Regions from separate parts of the Ovis aries genome. Here regions 1 and 2 are each linked to region 3. A link is a contact called in public Hi-C data. All regions are on one chromosome and are shown on one strand. The core of a region is the stretch at or near the end of the contact, and the rest is flanking DNA. Distances in the headings are between cores, read along the strand shown.

Evidence for each region. A called contact is a pair of places that touch in the nucleus more often than the background predicts.
Region 1: a contact with region 3 is called in a Hi-C map of tail adipose tissue, with 2.6 times the contacts expected there. The contact joins the enhancer-like site here to the promoter of KLF2 in region 3. A contact is called at or near these places in 3 of 16 Hi-C or Micro-C datasets (mesenteric adipose tissue, muscle and tail adipose tissue).
Region 2: a contact with region 3 is called in a Hi-C map of blood, with 2.0 times the contacts expected there. The contact joins the enhancer-like site here to the promoter of KLF2 in region 3. A contact is called at or near these places in 3 of 16 Hi-C or Micro-C datasets (blood and mesenteric adipose tissue).

What each region holds. Positions count from the first base shown.
Region 1 is chr5:6,505,350-6,508,627 of ARS-UI_Ramb_v3.0, reverse strand. No RefSeq gene overlaps it. Among named protein-coding and RNA genes, the nearest start is that of KLF2, 39 kb to the right of the region's middle. Within about 2 kb of position 1,572, at least 16 of the 54 cell types and tissues checked have an H3K27ac peak or open chromatin away from gene starts, as enhancers often do. A contact at or near this core is called in tail adipose tissue, where this site is marked.
Region 2 is chr5:6,522,027-6,525,848 of ARS-UI_Ramb_v3.0, reverse strand. No RefSeq gene overlaps it. Among named protein-coding and RNA genes, the nearest start is that of KLF2, 56 kb to the right of the region's middle. Within about 2 kb of position 2,453, at least 3 of the 54 cell types and tissues checked have an H3K27ac peak or open chromatin away from gene starts, as enhancers often do.
Region 3 is chr5:6,466,084-6,469,737 of ARS-UI_Ramb_v3.0, reverse strand. KLF2 (KLF transcription factor 2) reads left to right here and starts at 2,134. Exons shown (of 3, transcript XM_015095770.4): 1 at 2,134-2,303; 2 at 2,488-3,313. The coding sequence starts at 2,229.

The DNA.
Region 1 (3,278 bases), core at 323-2,822, 39 kb before region 3:
GATCAGGCTGGGGCTGCATCCCTGGCACTTTTTGTGTTTTGTTTCCTCTTTTTTTTCCCTTTGGCTGCACCACATGGCATGTGGGATCTTAGTTCCCTGACCAGGGATCAAACCTGCATCCCCTGAAGTGGAAGCATAGTCTTAACCACCGGACCACCAGGCGAGCCCCACCTCTGAGCTTCGTGTACCCCTGAGACCCTGGGCAAGTCATACACCCTCTTTAAATCTCAGTTTCTTCATCTGCAAAGGAGGGGGCCCTCCCAGCACAAAGATCTCTGGACACTGGGGGATGATGTCAAAGAATAAGGGTTTGAGGCTTTAAGAGAACCAAAGGGCTTTGTCCAGCATCCCACGGTTGTTAAGTGAAGGAGGCTGGATTGAACCAGATCCTAGCTGCCCCCACAGCTCACTGCCTCTCCGTGAGAAACCATCACTGCGCACGGGAGACCACGGGAAGAACAGGTCAAACCAGCCAGAACGGAAGTGCTGAGATGCCTCTGTCGCCAAGCACTTTTCCTCTGCACCTGCTGCCAAATCGCAGACACCATGGATGACTCGCTCTGCTCTCAAACAGCCACACTTCCAAGAAAAAAATGACACAGCACTGACAAAAATAATTTCTTCCAAACCTAAGCCTTCAAAGTATGTTGGAAAGCAACATCCATCCATCAACAAGCAGGGACTTCTCTGGCAGTCCAGTAGTCAAGACTCCGAGCTTCCACCGCAGGGGGCATGGATTCAGTCCCTGGTCAGGGAGCTTAAAATCTCGCGTGCTGCCGCCAAAACAAACAGAAAACCACAGTGGAGTGGATAACGCAAAACACAGGGGCATCCATGCAGTGGAACAGTACTCAGGCATAAACAGGAGTGAAGCGCTGATTCATCCCGCAATGTGGACGAACCTCGAAAACGTGACGCTATGGGAGAGGAGACAGACGCTGGAAGCCACACGGCGCATGAGTCCACCTCTAAGAAGTGTCCACGACAGGCCAAGCCATAGAGACAGAAAGCAGATCAGTGGCTGCAGCGGCTGGAGGAGCGGGAATGGGGGCTGCTGACGGGGACGGGATCTCATTTTGGTGTGGCGAAAATGTTTGGGACGCGATAGAGGAGAGAGTTGCACAACACGGTGAACGGACTCAATGCCACCAACTGTTCCACTTGAAAATGACTAATTTTATGTTACGTGAATTTCCCCTCAGTAAAAATACACAGGTAAAAATTTAAAAAAAAAACAGAAGCATAAAAAAATCCACCAAGGCAAGTATTTGTCTCTCCACGGGGTGTGGTGGGGGTGGGGTGGAGGACACAGGTTTTTCTACCCACCTTGGGAAGGGATGATGGAGTTGGGGGCCCCCTGCCTGGGGGCCCTGGACACAGTCTGGACCAATTTGTCAGCGCTGTGGGGGCCATGCTCTGGCTGGCGGCAGCGCTGGGCTCTTGAAGGGTTTTGTCAGGGCTTTGAAAGGGGGCCAGGTTTTTTTTTTTCCCCCGGAGCCGAGCAGTCTTGAGCCTGTTGTTCTCAGCAATCTCAGGGCCGCGTGTTAGCAGGAAACACAGCCAAGTAGGGCTTCCTGAGAGTCGGAGAGAGGAAGCTCCGTAATGTTCTGGAAGGCCGGGTTAAAAATAACCCCGGTATATAAGGACGGCGGAGGGTCCCCTCTCTGCCTCACTCGCACGCAGGCCGGCTGGACGCTGGGCCGAGCAGGTGGTTTGGGGCCTAAGACAGGCCAAATCCTGGTCCTTGGGCCCCTGGGGCTAGGGGAAAACACCAGCCAAGTTCAGAGTCCTGAGGCTGCCCCGCTTCCAGAACTTAGGCAGAGTCAGGGCCACCGTGGGTGTTCCTGTTTTAAATCACTTTTCTCCAGCCGAATATGCAAACCCAAGCAGAGAGGAACTCGGGTGGAGCTGTGATTTCGGTTGGCAGTGAGGACCAAAGCGCACACAGGCTGGGGGTCTGACAGCCGGAGTTCGAATCCTGTCTCTGCCACGAGCTCGGGATCTCAGTATTCTCATCTGTAAAATGGAGCAAATAATGGTTCCTACATTGTTGTAAGCACTAAATACTTAGCACAGAGGCTCTAAGGAAGCTGAATAATTATTATGAATTCTTCCAAGGGGGCTCAGTGGCAAAGAATCCGCCTGCCAATGCAGGAGACACGGGTTTGATCCCTGAGTTGGGAAGATCCCCTAGAGGAGGAAATGGCAACCAATTCCAGTATTCCTTGCCTGGAGAATCCCTTGGACAGAGGAGCCTGGAGGGACACAGTCCATGGAGGCACAAAGACTGGGACACAACTGAGCATGCACACACCATCCTTATTTCCAGGATGTTTACTTCCCCAGGTGTGGCATATTATTATGTATTTAATCCGTGCATCAGTTCTAATTCCATCTCCTCCCCCTCTTCACAGGTGTAGCAAGCGGGGATTAGCATCCCCTGTTGTCACGGTAACCCAAGATGCCGTGGCCACGTTGTCTCTGTGAGCTTTTTCCAACCTTGCCTTCCACAAGCCCGCTGATGGACACCTCTTTCAATTTTACACTCAGAGGCCTCACTTGCCTTACCCTAGCCCAGTCCTGACAAAAAGGAACAGATCTGAGCCAGGGACTTTGGACTTCACAGGGCCCAGAGTTCTTTCTGTTCTATGCTTAGAAGTTAAAGTTAGGGAGCTCGAAGGGTGCAGCCGGAAGATGGGTGACCATCACCTTTACATAGGCAGGTTGTTCGCACCCCGTACACAGGCGGGGTGATCTTTCCAAAAGGACCTCTGATGTCACTGCCATCAGAACAGCGAGAACAACAAAGCCCACTACTGCCCGAATTTTGGGACAAAGTCAACACCAAGGTGTGGGGCTTCTCATCCTGGGCTGAGCCACATGGATCAGAAAAATAAAAGAAAACACAAATGATCAATGTCAGGAAGGAGAGAGGGGACCCTGGGGACAAGTCCTACACATATCAAAAGGTTCACCAGGGCATTCTATAAAGAACTTGCTGCTGCTAAGTCGCTTCAGTCGTGTCCGACTCTGCGACCCCAGAGACGGCAGCCCTCCAGGCTCCCCCCGTCCCTGGGATTGTCCAGGCAAGAACACTGGAGTGGGCTGCCATTTCCTTCTCCAATGCATGAAAGTGAAAAGTGAAAGGGAAGTCGCTCAGTCGTGTCCGACCCTCAGCGACCCCACGGACTGCAACCCACCAGGCTCCTCCGTCCAAAAACAACTTGATTCCAGTCAATTCAATGGCTCAGATGACACGGACAAATTCCTCGAAAGAC
Region 2 (3,822 bases), core at 1,204-3,703, 56 kb before region 3:
CTGCAGCAGGGGCCCCAGTAAAGCCTTGCCTGAATATTTTGTCTGGCCTCTAATCAATTTCTACTGGCTGGGGAAGGCCAAGGACACTGGTCGGTAACACCTGTCCTCCTGGAAAGTGAAGACCTGGCAGGGGAGACAGATGATTCAGCAAAGCAGCAAACAGATGAGAGGGGACTGTTTAATTCAGAGTGACAAGGGCAACTGCTCCCAGGTGACACTGGAGCACAGAACAGGAGGAAGTTAGAGGAGAGCCACGTGGCTTCCTGGGGGAAGGGTGTTCTAGGCAGATGGAATAGCCAGTGCAAAGGCCCTGAGGCTGAAAAGTCCTGGACAAGGGGGTCAGGGTGGCTGGAACAGAGTGATGGAGGAGACGAAGGTGAAGAGGCCAGAGGGGTGAGTTGGAGCAGGGATGAAGGCTGGGTGGTGCCAGGTAGTAGAGAGAACAAAATCAAGATGCATTTTGGAGGCAGAACCAACAAGACTTTCCAGTGACCCAGAGGAGAGGAGAAGAAAAAAGAAAGGATTGGGTACTTATCCCTCTTGTTCCCAAGCCTGCTCCTCTCTCCAATCCGCTTGGCCCCAGGGTGGCCTTATGCTCATGTCTGGTGAGCCAAGGCCACCTGACCCAACATCACCGATTCTCGAGGGTGACAAGCCTGAAGCATAAGCCTCCCCCCAGGGACACAGCCCCATCTGGGCCAAAATTCATGTTGACTTCATGAAAAGGAAGTTTTTACTTTGGAAAGTTTTAGCTCATCCAGACTATTATTTCAGAAAAGTTGCAATGATGTACAAAGAGTTCTGTGTCCCCTACCTCCACTCCTCAGCCTCCCCAAAGCCATCTTCTCCCATGTCTGCAGTCCATTTGTCAAAAGGGAGCAATTAGATAGCTGCAGACAGTGACTGCAGCCATGAAATTAAAGGATGCTTGCTCCTTGGAAGAAAACTATGACAAACCTGGACAGCATATTAAAAAGCAGAGACACCACTCTGCTGACAAAGGTCTGTCTAGTCAAAGCTATGGTTTTTCCAGTAGTCATGTACAGACGTGAGAATTGGACCATAAAGAAGTCTTGGACCATAAAGAATTGGACCATAAAGAGTGCCAAAGAACTGATGCTTTTGAACTGTGGTGCTGGAAAAGACTCTTGAGAGTCCCTTGGACTGCAAGGAGATCAAACCAGTCAATCCTAAAGGAAATCAACCCTGAATACACATTGGAGGGACTGATGCTGAAGCTGAAGCTCTGATACTTGGGCTACCTGATTTGAAGAGCCAACTCATTGGAAAAGACTCTGATGGTGGGAAAGATTGAAGGCTGGAAGAGAAGGGGACAACAGAGGATGAGATGGTTGGAAGGCATCACCAACTCAATGGACATGAGTTTGGGTAACATTGTTGACCAAACAACAACCTTGGAACAACTCTGTTTGCCAAACTCCAGACCTTTTTTGGATTTTCTCCAGGCCTCCCTCTGCTGTTCCAGGGGCTCATCGGGGATGATCCCTCCTTCCCACAATAGCATTTAGGCAGCACATTTTATAAAGTAGCACTTTCCCCCACTTCTTCACCATAGAGAAGAAAATGGATATATTTTGCCTTTATGAAAGAGTTGTACAGCTAGAACAGAGTTCTGGCCACCCAACCATGCTGTGTTGTGTCAGAAGAAACCAGTGCTGCCCATGTCTCTGAACCATCAAGGGGAGCCTTCCCCTGTTTTTCAGGGCCTTCACGGCTTGGGCTCAGGCAAATTAGAGCTTCTAGTTCCACCCCAGCCACATCCTGCTGGGTGACCTGGAGCGAGTCACTTCACTTCTCTGAGCCTCAGTTCCCTCTTCTGTAAAATGGGCGGATACAATGCTGGCCAGGCACGTGGCAGGCACGGGACAAACACCAGCAAGTTTGTGGGGGGTTTTTTGTTTTTTTAGAATTTTTAGAATTTTAGAATTTTTTTAGAATTTTATTTATTTATTTTTGGCTGTGCTGGTCTTTGCTGCTGCCCAGGCTTTCCTCTCGTTGCAGAGAGCAGGGGCTCCTCTCTAGTCTGGGCACGCAGGCTCCCCGTTGTGGCAGCTTCTCTTGCTGCCGAGCACAAGCTCTAGAGCACGGCTCAGTAGTTGGGGCGCAGGGGTTTAGTTACTCCTCAGCACGTGGGATCCTTCCGGACCAGGGAGCGAACCCGCATCTCCTGCATCGGCAGGCAGATTCCTTACCACTGAGCCACCAGGGAAGCCCCAAGTTTTCGTTTTATGGTTGCTCAAAGTGCTTGGCATCTTTCTGTGCAATCAAGTGCAGGCATGGTGCTCAATCAGCCAAAATAGAACATGCAAGGTTTGATTTCCCAAGCAGGACCTGCGAAATGTGGGACGCCCCTTCCCAACCCCATCTGGCTTCCCCACACGACATCTTAACCTTCCTAATGACACCGGGGGGTGGCCCCACAGCCCCAGTTTGCAGTGGAGGAAACGGGCACCCAGAGAACGAGATGTTCACCCTGCATCACCCAGCGAGCCCCACCCTGGGTACAAATGAATTATCTATTCTCTTACAGACACATCTCAGAGTGTGTGTGGTTTTTCAAATTGTGGTAAAAATTGTGGTAAAATTCATGTAACATAAAATTCACCATCTTAACTATTTTTAAATGCACAGCTCAGTGGCCCCGAGTACATTCACACCATCGTCACCACCCATCTCCAAGTGCCCTTCACCTTGCAAAAACGAAACCCTGTCCTGGTTAAATGCTCACTCCCCACTCCCCCGCCCCCAGCCCCTAGCCACCAGCATTCTGCTCTCTCTCTGTGAATCTGCTCTAGGAACGTCACCTAAGCAGAATCATGCCCGCTTGTCCTTTTGCTGCTGGCTTGTTTTACTCAGCATACTGTCTTCCAGGTTTATCCGTGTAGTGTGCGAGGTTCCTTTCCTTTAAAGGCTGAATAATATTCCGCTGTATGGATGGACCACGCTGTGCTTATTCACCCATCCTTTGCTAGACACTTGGGTGGCTTCCACCTTTCAGCTACTGTGGAAAATGCTGCTATGAACACGGGTGGACAAGGATCTCTTAGAGACCCCAATTTCAGTTCTTTGCGGGATCTACCCAGAAGTGAGGTTGCTGGATCGTAAGGTCGTTCTATTTTTAATTTTTCGAGGAACTCCTGTACTCTTTCCACGGCAGCTGCACCTTTTCACTTTCCCCCCCAACAGTGCACAAGTGTTCCAATTTCTCGACATCCTCGATAACATTTGTTATTTTCTTTGTTTTTGATAGGAGCCGCCCTCATGGGTGTGAGGTGGTATCGCTTTGTGGTTTTGATTTGCATTTCCCTGATGATTAATGATGTTGAGCGTCTTTTTATGTGCTTGCTCATTTGTATAACTTCTTTAGACTAGAACTGGGCGGGGGGGCGGGGGGGCTTTAATTCCTAGGGGCCAACCTGAAGCAAAGAGGATGGAATTGGCTCATTTCCTCCAGGCCAGGGCAGGCATCTGAAGCCGTCTGCACACCTACTGTGTCCTGGGTGTATCGGAGGCGGAAACCCAGCCTCTCTCCAGGTCTGCTCACCATTCATCATCACTCTGCGGCACAGCTTCACGTCTCCAGAGCTTTCCCTATGCCATTCCCTGTGCTGGGAATAATGCATTTACCCCAAGGCACTGAGTTCTCACAGCTGCTATGAAACAGATCCTATTCTTTTATTTGCTTTTTAATATTTATTCATCCAGCTGTGCTGAGTCTTAATTGTGGCACTTGGGATCCTCCTTTGTGGCGGTGTGCAAACTCTTCGCATGTGGGATCCAGTTCCCCAGCCAGGGGTCGAA
Region 3 (3,654 bases), core at 885-3,384:
GGCCCAGAGCATGTCAATGAACAAAGCAATCAGCCATTCAGGTAAGGCCACAGGATCTCATCAACACTTCCACCAAAGGAGAAGCATCTGCAGGACTCTTACAATATCCCTGTGAGGGTAAGGCATTATTATATTCTGTGAGCTCAGAGAGGCAAAGCTACTTGTTCGAGGTCACACAGGGAGTGGTCAGTGGCTGGCTGAGCCTCCACCATCACAGTGGCTGGCTGCAGGAAGCATGTTGGAGCTCAACTTGAAGTCATGAACTGTGATGGACTGAAAGCACCTCTGGGTGCCCCACAGCTGGCAAACAGGGCTTATCAACAAGTGTTTGCCTAATCCACAATCTGATGAATCATAATAGGATGGCACACCCCTGAGGCTCCTTCCAGCTGGGAGGATCCAGGACTGTGGACCCCAAAGAGGGTCTCTTGGCATCTGCGGGATGGCAAGGGGGTCCCCCTGCAGTGGCCCTGGCTTTGGGGGGGGGGGTCCAGACTCTATCCGTGACAAAGTCTCCGGACCCCAGGGAAGGTTTTCAGGTTAGGAGCTGCCTGCACCCCTCCCCGCCTGGCTGTGGGACACTACCTGATCATGGACACCTCCAAGCCTGAATGTGAGTGCTGGTATCAAGAGGCCAAGGCTGGATACCGGCTCCAGGTTACACCATGAGATACTCTCCCTTTGATAACCACTTGGCTCCCCTTCCCCCCACATCTTGACTCACACATCTCCTCTTGGGTGAGGTTCAAAATTCCACACATTCTCTCTCTCCCCGTCTCACACACACTCACGACCTATCTCCAGCCCCTGCTGCTGCTGCTGCTGCTGCTAAGTCGCTTCAGTCGTGTCCGACTCTGCGCGACCCCATAGACGGCAGCCTACCAGGCTCCTCCATCCCTGGGATTCTCCAGGCAAGAACGCTGGAGTGGGTTGCCATTTCCTTCTCCAATGCATGAAAGTGAAAAGTGAAAGTGAAGTCGCTCAGTCGTCTCAGACTCTTAGCGACCCCATGGACTGCAGCCCACCAGGCTCCTCTGTCCATGGGAGTTTCCAGGCAAGAGTACTGGAGTGGGGTGCCATTGCCTTCTCCGGCCCCTGCTTTCCCCTAAATAGCTGTTCATTTGACATCTCCTCCCCACCCCCCACCCCTCATTACAGTGAAAGCCTCGAAGGCAGGGATTTGTCTGCCTGTTGGCAAATGCGTTTCCAGTGCCCACAGAGAACAGCACGCAGTAACAGCAGAAGGGACAGTCCCTTCCTGGCAGGTCCTCAAGCATGGTGTGAGGCACCTAGGGGGCCGTGTTTAAGAGGCTCCCAGCGGAGGTTTGTTGCCACCGGCCCCGCTGTTCTGGGTCTATATTGTCAGATTCCTTGTCTTGAGTCTCTTCACTTACATGAGTCAGAAAAGGCACCAAGCCTGTGGACAGCTGTCAGACCTCAAGCCTCTCCCAGCACGTTCGGAATCTCAGTTTCCCCTCCCTGAAGGGCTTCCTTGAGACGGAGCCTCTCAAAAACTTAACACTTCTTGGTATCATCATGCGAGCAGAGTGGTGGACCTAGCAGTAGATCAGGGCTTGGTGGGTCCCAAGGAAATGAGTCGCTGAGTCTCTCCATCCATCATGAGTCCAGGGAACACCACCCTGAGCTCGCCGGACCCGTTACCCCCATCCATCAAGGATTTGGGGGACCCTTCTGTGACTGCGGGGCCCATCTCCCCATCCGTCAGGGATCCTGGTCCATTCACAGTCCCGGGTCCCCGACGCTATTCCCCGCTCCGGGTCCTCCCTGTCCTCACGCAGGCGGGAGCCCACGAAGGGACAGCGGGGATCCCTGAGCGTCACGCTGCTGTTGTGCGGCGTGTGTTGACGCCGTCGCCTGGGAGACGGGCGGGGGCGGGCCCGGGGGGGGGGCGCGGCCTGGCTGTTGGCGCTCGGGGCCGAGCCGGCCGTGCAGGGCCCTGGCGGCCTCAGTGGCCACGGCCGCCGCCGCCGCCCGCCGGCTTATATACCGCGGCTAAATTTAGGCTGCGCCCGGAGCTCGTCCCCATCCGGGACGCGTTTCCGCCGCCGCCGCCTTGGCCCGGCCCCCGCGCGCGCCGCGCCTATAAGGCTTGGGCGGGCCCGGCCGCGGCCCGCAGAGCCGTCCCCGCCCGCCCGCGCCCCGACCAGCCCGGCTTCGGGCAGCCTCTCACCGGTGTCCCGAGTCCGCGTCAGCCCCAGGTCCCAGCCATGGCGCTGAGCGAGCCCATCCTCCCGTCCTTCTCCACTTTCGCTAACCCGTGCCGGGAGCGCGGCCTGCAGGAGGTGAGGGCGGCAGGGACCGCGGGCGGCGGGGGCGGCTGGCTCAGGGTAGCAGAACGTGGGCTGCGGGGTAGGAGAACGCAGGCGGCAGGCACGGCGGGCTCAGGGTGATGGAAGGCGGGTAGCGGGCCGCGATCCCCACCCCACCGCGCGCTCACTCCCGCGCCTATCGCCCTGTCACCCGCAGCGCTGGCCGCGCACCGAGCCCGAGGCAGGCGGCACCGACGACGACCTCAACAACGTGTTGGACTTCATCCTGTCCATGGGGCTGGACGGCCTGGGAGCTGAGTCCGCCCCGGAGCCCCCGCCGCCCCCGCCGCCCCCGCCGCCCGCGTTCTACTACCCGGACCCCGGCGCGCCGCCTCCCTATGGCGCCCCCGCGGGCGGTTTGGTGTCCGAGCTGCTGCGGCCCGAACTGGACGTGCCACCGGGACCCGCGCTGCACGGTCGCTTTCTGCTGGCGCCGCCGGGCCGCCTAGTGAAGGCTGAGCCCCCCGAGGCGGACGGTGGCGGCGGCGGCTACGGCTGCCCGCCCGGCCTGGCCCGCGGACCACGGGGCCTCAAGCGCGAAGGCGCCCCGGGCCCGGCAGCCGCGTGCATGCGAGGCCCCGGGGGCCGGCCCCCGCCACCGGCCGACACGCCACCGCTCAGCCCTGATGGCCCCGCGCGCCTGCCTGCACCCGGCCCGCGCGCCCCCTTCCCGCCTCCCTTCGGCGGCCCGGGCTTCGGCGCGCCCGGGCCCGGCCTGCATTACGCGCCGTCCGCGCCCGCCGCCTTCGGTCTCTTTGACGACGCGGCCGCCGCCGCGGCGGCTCTGGGTTTGGCGCCACCCGCCGCCCGAGGTCTCCTCACGCCGCCTGCGTCTCCGCTGGAGCTGCTGGAGGCCAAGCCCAAGCGCGGCCGCCGGTCCTGGCCGCGGAAACGCACGGCCACGCACACCTGCAGCTACGCGGGCTGCGGCAAGACCTACACCAAGAGCTCGCACCTCAAGGCGCACCTGCGCACGCATACAGGTGGGCGCCGAGCACGGGCCGGGGACCACTGCGGGGGCGCGCTAGCGGAAGGGCGTGCTTAGGAACCCCCAGAGGGCGTAGCGCGAGGGTTGGGCAGGGGGCGAGGTCTTAGAAAGCCCCCTGGGGGCGTGGTTCGGGAACCGGGGGCGTGAGTGCGCCCCTAGGATCCTCCTGGGAGCGTGGCTCGGGACTTTGGGCAGGGGTGAGCACTTAGGAAACCTAGGGGGACCCTGTGTCTCGGACTGTTGCGGAGAGAGTGCAGGCTTAGGGGCCCCCTGGGGGCGTGGCTCTAGACACCGAGGAGCGTCCGGACAGGGTGCGCCTCGGACACCCGGGGAGTG